Linked DNA regions of Mus musculus: region 1 is linked to region 2. A link is a contact called in public promoter capture Hi-C data. All regions are on one chromosome and are shown on one strand. Each heading gives the region's core, a stretch centred on a gene start, on an enhancer-like site or on the middle of the called end of the contact. The rest is flanking DNA. Distances are from core to core; before and after follow the strand shown.

Region 1 (3,504 bases), core at 320-2,819, 600 kb before region 2:
GGCTAGTCAAGCAATCTAAAAGCAAAGCTGTGGGCTGGAGAGATGGCTCAGTGGTTAAGAGCACTGACTGCTCTTTCGAAGATCCTGAGTTCAAATCCCAGCAACCACATGGTGGCTCACAACCATCTGTAATGAGATCTGACGCCCTCTTCTGGGGCATCTGAAGACAGCTACAGTGTACTTAGATATAATAATAATAATAAGTAAATCTTTAAAAAAAAAAAAAGTACTGGCTGCTCTTCCAGAGGACCCAGATTCCATGCACTCATATGGCCACTCATTACCGTAACTCCAGTTCCAGAAGATGTGATGGCTTCATCTGACCTATATCTGAATCAGGTGTGTGTGTATGTGTGTGTGTATGCAGGAGAAAAACACTCATTAAAATACTAAATCTTCAAATAAATATTAAATCTATTAAAATAATTTTTTGTCTTGCTTTTTTTGAGACAGGGTTTCTCTATGTAGCCCTGGCTGTCTGGAACTCACTCTGTGACCAGCCTGGCCTCGAACTCAGAAATCTACCTGCCTCTGTCTCCCAAGTGCTGGGATTAAAGGCGTGCACCACCACTGCCTGGTTAAAATAAATCTTTTAAAAACTGAGTGCTGAGTGCTTTAAAAAAAAACCCATGGTGCTATTTTGGATATAATATCATTAGCACCAACATAAATTCCAAATTTTAAAAATATAACTATTATACTTATCAAGCAGTGGAGAAATCATGTTAAAAAGGTAATCCTTTTTTCTACTATAAGAAGTTTTGAAATAAAATATTTTCTTAATTAGTGAGAATGTTCAAAATAATTAAAGAAAAATTGATGAGTAAAAAAAAAAAAACAAAAAAACAAAAAAAAAAAAAAAACAAAAACGGGGGCTGGAGACATGGCTCAGTGGTTAAGAGCACTGACTGCTCTTCCGGAGGTCCTGTGTTCAAATCCCAGCAACCACATGGTGGCTCAAAACCATCTGTAACAAGACCTGACTCCCTCTTCTGGTATCTGAAGACAGCTACAGTGTACTTACATATAATAAATAAAATAAATCTTAAAAAAAAAAAAACCAGAAAAACAAAACAAAAACCAAAACCCATGGTGCACTTTTATTTATTTATTTTTTTGTTTGTTTGTTTTGTTTTGTATCATAGGCCAGGCTGGCCTCACAGAGATCTGCCTGACTGTGCTTCCCCAGCGCTGGGATTAAAGGCGTGCGCCATCACGACCAGCCAATGGTGCACATTTATATTAAAGGATTCTTCAAGTTTCATATATTTGCTATGGAGGTGATGGTGTACTCTCTCTCTTGCTATGGAGGTGATGGTGTACTCTCTCTCTCAGAGCCACTAGAACTTGTGCCCTGAATTTCCTGGACCTCCAACTTCTTCAGCTTACGCATCGTCCCTTCCCAACCTGGCCAGCAAGTGGCGCAGTCTGGTGCCCTTGTTTCCCAGCACCATCGAGAACAGCACCATCAGCGTACCATCGAGAGATGAAGACCTCCCATTTTCCTAGAGAGAGCAAGTGGGCATTTGTTGTCCTGGGTGGTGAGAAAGGACGACCCGGAAACGATATGGGGAGGGGCAGTTTCCGTTCTTTGTTCTGTTCTCCGTTGTGTGGGTCTGTAACAGGGTCCAACAGGACCTGTTTCGTGTCCGGCCCCCTAAGTCTTACGTCCCTGTCCCCAGGGTGAGTGGGGCCATCTCCCGGACTCGCGGTGAGGTGGAAGTTGTGGTCTCCGGGGAAGGGGGTTGGTGTTCACACGTCCGCGGCCCGCCGGGGTTCTGGGCCCACCTTCCTCCTGCAGTCGCTGTCCAGCTCCGCAACCCTAGCTGCAGGCGCGCAGCGTGATCCCGGGTGTCGCGTAATGGGACTCCGGGTCTGCTTTTGTGTCTCTTACCGTCCCCAGCCCCAGTGTTTAAAATTCCTAGCGTCGCTACGGAGGTCTCCCTCTCTTTAAAACAACTGATGACAGATTGCCACCCTAACTTGGTACTCTCAGCACACCGATTTCTGTGTGAGGGCAGGAGAAGGAAGTTTTTCCTTAATTGGATCGGAAAACCAGACAGTAGTTCTGGGTCGCAGTGAGAACTAGGGCTTGGGAGGAGGTGCGAACTCGGGTCCTCCGTAACCTCACCAAGATCTCATGTCCTATGGCTATGAATAGGGTTTTTTTGTTTTGTTTTTTGTTTTTTTTTTTAAGCTTACTGACTGATACCTTTTCGTGGACATGCTGGGGCCGGCTCCCTGCAGAAGTGGCCGAGTATGTCCAGTGCATTAGCTGGCTAAAACATTGAGAACCTAGTTGAACACAGAGAACCTTAGTCCATTTCAGCTCTCTTAGGGTGTACTGAAAAGACAGTATGTGATGGTCTTTGCTGGTAGTTCCTAGCACATTCCTTTACCCTCCGTACTTCTTAAGTACCTATATTAGACATAAACTGAACCCGATTTCCCCATTTTGACCCCTTAATCATACAGAACTGGTAGAACCTAAAACAGAAATTCTCAACCTTCCTCATGCTATGACCTTTTAATGCAGTTTCTCATGTGATGACCCCCAACCGTAAAGTTATTATTGTCACTACTTCATAACCGTATTTTTTTTGCTACTGATAAGAACAGTAATGTAAATATCTGTGTTTTCCAATAGTCTTAGGTAACCCCTGTGAAAGAGTCATTCAACTTTCAAAGGGGTCACGACCTACAAGTTTGAGAAACAATGACCTAATGTGAATTTCCAGGAATTAGCCAAATTGGCTTGCTCACATCTAATCCCAGCACAGAGGCAAATGAAGCAAGGCCAACTTGTCCTATACAGTGAATTCCAAGCTAGTCTGGGCTATAGCCTGATTCTTACCCAATAAAGAAAGACCAAACCAAACAAACAAAAACCTCAGAACTGCACAAAAGGTGCTAAGTTTCCAGTCATCGCTACCTTAATCCTATAGTGAGTTACTCCAAAGAAAGAGGAAAGGATCCAGGAGGCGAAGCCTCTCTTGACCTGTGCTTACAGCCAGGTGGTCTTTAATCCCAGCACTCGGGAGGCAGAGGCAGGCAGATTTCTGAGTTCGAGGCCATCCTGGTCTACAAAGTGAGTTCCAGGACGGCCAGGGCTATACAGAGAAACCCTGTCTCCAAAAAACCAAAAAAAACCCCAAATCAACAGGGCAAGAGAAAGGCCCTGCCCACACCTGGATGGTTTTACTCTGTAGTTTGTTGTTTTCGAGACAGCTCTCTCTCCCCGTAGCCCTGGCTGTCCTTGAACTCTCTATGCACACTAGGCAGGCTTTAAACTCTGATCTGTCTACTTCTCTGCCTAAGTGCTGGGATCGAAGGCGTGCATCATCATGCCCAGCTTTTAAGCTGTGTGTGTGCATGCCTGTTTCTCTGAGGTAGAGACTAAGTTGGCACCATCCTGTCTCAGCCTCGTAGGTGATAGAATTTCAGGCCTGTGCCACCTATGCCAAGTGGTTCACCTTTTTTGTTGTTGTTTCAAGACAATTTTTC
Region 2 (3,425 bases), core at 169-2,668:
TGGGAAGGTGGGAAGGAAGGCAAGGATCAGAGACAGGAAGTAAAGGAAGGAGGGAGGCCAAGTCTGAAGGTAGGTGAGTCCAACTTCTGCTTACAAGCACCACCCCCCTTAAGTTCCAGAATTCTAGGGGAACTGGTCTGAAATCCCAGCAGTTGTAGGGAACAGTGAGACCCTTGGGACTTGGGCAGCAGCAAGCAAGGTTCTGTGGGTATGGAGATCGGCAGCCACACACTGGGCGTGGGGCTCCCAGTCTGTTTCAGAAAGTAGTGGGTGAGGGTCCCTTACTCATGCCATTCTTGAGGGGCGACATGACCTCCGCTCCATCCCGAGGCACGTGCAGGGCATTGGTGTCGATGTGGAAAATCTTCCCTTTCTTCTCTTTCTCCCCCTCCAGCTCCAGCCCGCCCCCCTCTTCTGCGGCCAGCAGCCCCACAGTGGTGGGGAAGTCAGCCTGGTTACAAGGAACATGAGCAGGGAGCTAGATTATTCCCTTCTTTTTTGGAGACAGGCTCTCACTGTGAACCTCTGGCTGGCCTGGAACTGTCGCTGTAGACCAGGCTGGACTTGAACTTACAGAGATCTGCATGTCTCTGCGTCCAGAGTGATGGGATTTAAAGGAACGCACTACCCTGCCCAGCTGGATCATCCCTGCTAGTCCCTGGTTCAATTGCACTCAAGGCCCTCAGCCACCCCCGGGGTCCTTCCCCTGTCTCCACTCAGGTGAGCTACTTGAATTGACCTGTGCGCATTTGTTCATAGGCCGACCCGCCTGGCAGAGGGTGTCCGAGCCCCTGGGATTTGGGGAGGGGACTGGAAGGCTCACCTTGGGGCAGTCCTCCCCAGCGTACCCAGCTCGGACTGAGAAAGAGCCAATGTCAAAGACGAGCGCCCCCACCTCATCTGTGCAAGGAGACAGGCTTGTGAGGAGACCTCTCCCAAACTGTCTCCCTATATAGCTTGGAGAGGATTCTGGGGTTATAGCCACAGTTTAAACTTCAGCGGGGAGTGGGTGGGAGATCCACCTGGACTTCAGGGCGTTCTGGAAGTAGAGGGTCAAAGCCACCAGAGTTCCCTCTTGCCTAGCGGCCTGGCAGGGAAAAGAAAGGTCCAGGGCCCGAGAGGCAGTGTACACTTGGGAACCCCAAGAGAATGGAAAGCAGAAGTAGTGGGAGACCCAAACCTCAGACTGGACCTGATGCAGTACGGAGGTGACAGGCCCAGGGATGCTCAGGGCTTGGGACGCGCGGGTTCGGGATGCAGGGCTGTAGACCAGGCCGAGAGCCCAGTGCCCCAGGCCGGCTCACCTCCGCCGTAGACGCCCCCGCTCATAGTGCCCTCTCTACGCTGCTCGCGGCCCGTGGGCGGCGGCGGGATCAGCACCGAGGCGGCCGGACAGCTCCCGGGATCCCGGGCGGGGCGGGGCGCAGCGGCGGCCAATCAGAACACTGGATCCCCTGCCCCCAACGGCGCGGCCGATTGGTTATGAAGCGAGACAATAACCCGGCTGGGGGCCGCTGCTTTAAAGGTACAGCCGCTTCTTCATTCCGAGGTTGGGAGGAGGCGAGGGTCCAATTGCAAAGACTATGGACACAGAGAAAAGAGGAAAGAGATGGAGACGAGGACTCCACAGGGCAACGGATGGAATGGGACCTTCTGATGACATGGGACCCTCGTTTCTTGGTCTTTTTTATTTATTCATATTTTTACGTAGGTGAGGGAGGGGTCTCCTCTCAACCAGAGATGTCCATCCTCAGACTCCTGAGCCAGAGTCTACCGCATTCAGTCTAAATGCAATCACAGAAATGAGGAGATGAGAAGACTGAGGGACCAGAGGAGTATGCCTCTCCATCTCTTCCTGTGTCTTTTTACCTTTGTCTCTGGGCTTATTTATTTATTTATTTATTTGACCAGAATGGTCTCAAACTCAGAGAGATTTCCATGCCGCTGCCTCCAGTACAGCACACGACTAGATTTTCCTTTTTCTTCCTTCCTTCCTTCCTTCCTTCCTTCCTTCCTTCCTTCCTTCCTTCCTTCCTTCTTTCTTTCTTTCTTTTCTTTCTTTTTTTCGAGACAGGGTTTCTCTGTGTAGTCCTGGCTGTCCTGGTAATCACTCTGTAGACTAGGCTGGCCTCGAACTTAGAAATCTGCCTGCCTCTGCCTCCCAAGTGCTGGGACTAAAAGCGTGCGCCACCACTGCCCAGCCCACAACTGGCTTTTCTTTTATTTAAGACAGGGTCTCATGTAGCCCAAACTCAAACTAATATATATATGAGGATGGCTTTGAACTTGTGGTCTCTTTACCTTCACTTCCTGGGTACTAAGATTACAAAGCCTATGCCAACACCCCAGTTTATGAGGGTCAGGGGATGGAACCCAGGCCTTCAGCATGTTAGACATGAACCGCATCTCCAGCCCCTTTCCTTCATCTTTCTGATGGCCATTTTTCCTTCTTGACTTTGTACATAACATATAATAAACATGTGAGTGCTCATGGCTAACATATAGTCACCTGGCTAACCTAGCAAGCCTTCTTTTTTACTATTTCTAAATTTTGAGATTATAATATATATGTATATATACTTAAAGATTTATTTATTTTATGTACACGAGCACACTGTCGCTGTTTGTCTTCGGACACACCAGAAGAGGGCATCGAATCTCATTACAGATGGTTGTGAGCCACCATGTGTTTTGGGAATCGAACCCAAAGCCTCCGGAAGAGAGCAGCCAGTGCTCTTAACCACTGAGCCACCTTTCCAGCCGTGAGATTTCAGGGATGACCGTTTTGTACTGATTTGTTCTTCCCTGGGGAAGATTATTTCTCCTGCTCTCAGCATTCTAGCTAGCCTTCTTGATCCATGTCTCTACACAGACACCTGTGGTCTAAAGTCAGTCACCAGGAAGTCCTGTTCTTTGCTGAGTGTAGTGGCAAACACTGTCTTTCCAGCATTTTGAAGGCTATGGCAGGATAGTAAGTTTGAAGTGGTCTGTGCTACACAGGACTTAGAGAGAACTTGTCTCAATAACTACAGTAGGGAAAAGAGATGTGGAAGAGATGCCTAACTGGGAAAGCACAAGGACCTTCGTTTGGAGCCCAGGCTCTCCTGTAAAGTCCAAGTGTGGCAGCTGGTACCTGCAGGGTGGGGGAGGTAGAGACAGGAGGATCCCTGGGGCTTGCTGGCTGCCCAGTCGCACAGAAACCATGTGCTCTGGGATCAGTGAGAGACCCTGTCTCAAAAAATAAGGTAAAGAATGACTGGGAAAGACACTTGACATTGAGCTCTGTCCTTGATACACACATACATATATGTGTTCGTGCAACTGAACACTTGTGTGTGTACATACAGAACACCACACGTGCACACAAAGTCCATTTTCTGAAAGGTCCCTAGGTTCTTATGGGTCCCTGGCATCACTGACATAGC

What was found. Promoter capture Hi-C pulls out the DNA fragments that hold promoters and counts their contacts.
Region 1: a promoter capture Hi-C map of embryonic stem cells shows a contact between it and region 2. The contact joins the promoter of Zfp113 here to the promoter of Actl6b in region 2. A contact is called at or near these places in 4 of 39 promoter capture datasets (3T3-L1-derived adipocytes, embryonic stem cells, hippocampal neurons and 1 more).

What each region holds. Positions count from the first base shown.
Region 1 is chr5:138,153,809-138,157,312 of GRCm38.p6, reverse strand. Zfp113 (zinc finger protein 113) reads left to right here and starts at 1,569. Exons shown (of 5, transcript NM_019747.4): 1 at 1,569-1,683.
Region 2 is chr5:137,551,539-137,554,963 of GRCm38.p6, reverse strand. Actl6b (actin-like 6B) reads right to left here and starts at 1,418. Exons shown (of 14, transcript NM_031404.5): 1 at 1,305-1,418; 2 at 824-900; 3 at 286-451. The coding sequence starts at 1,329.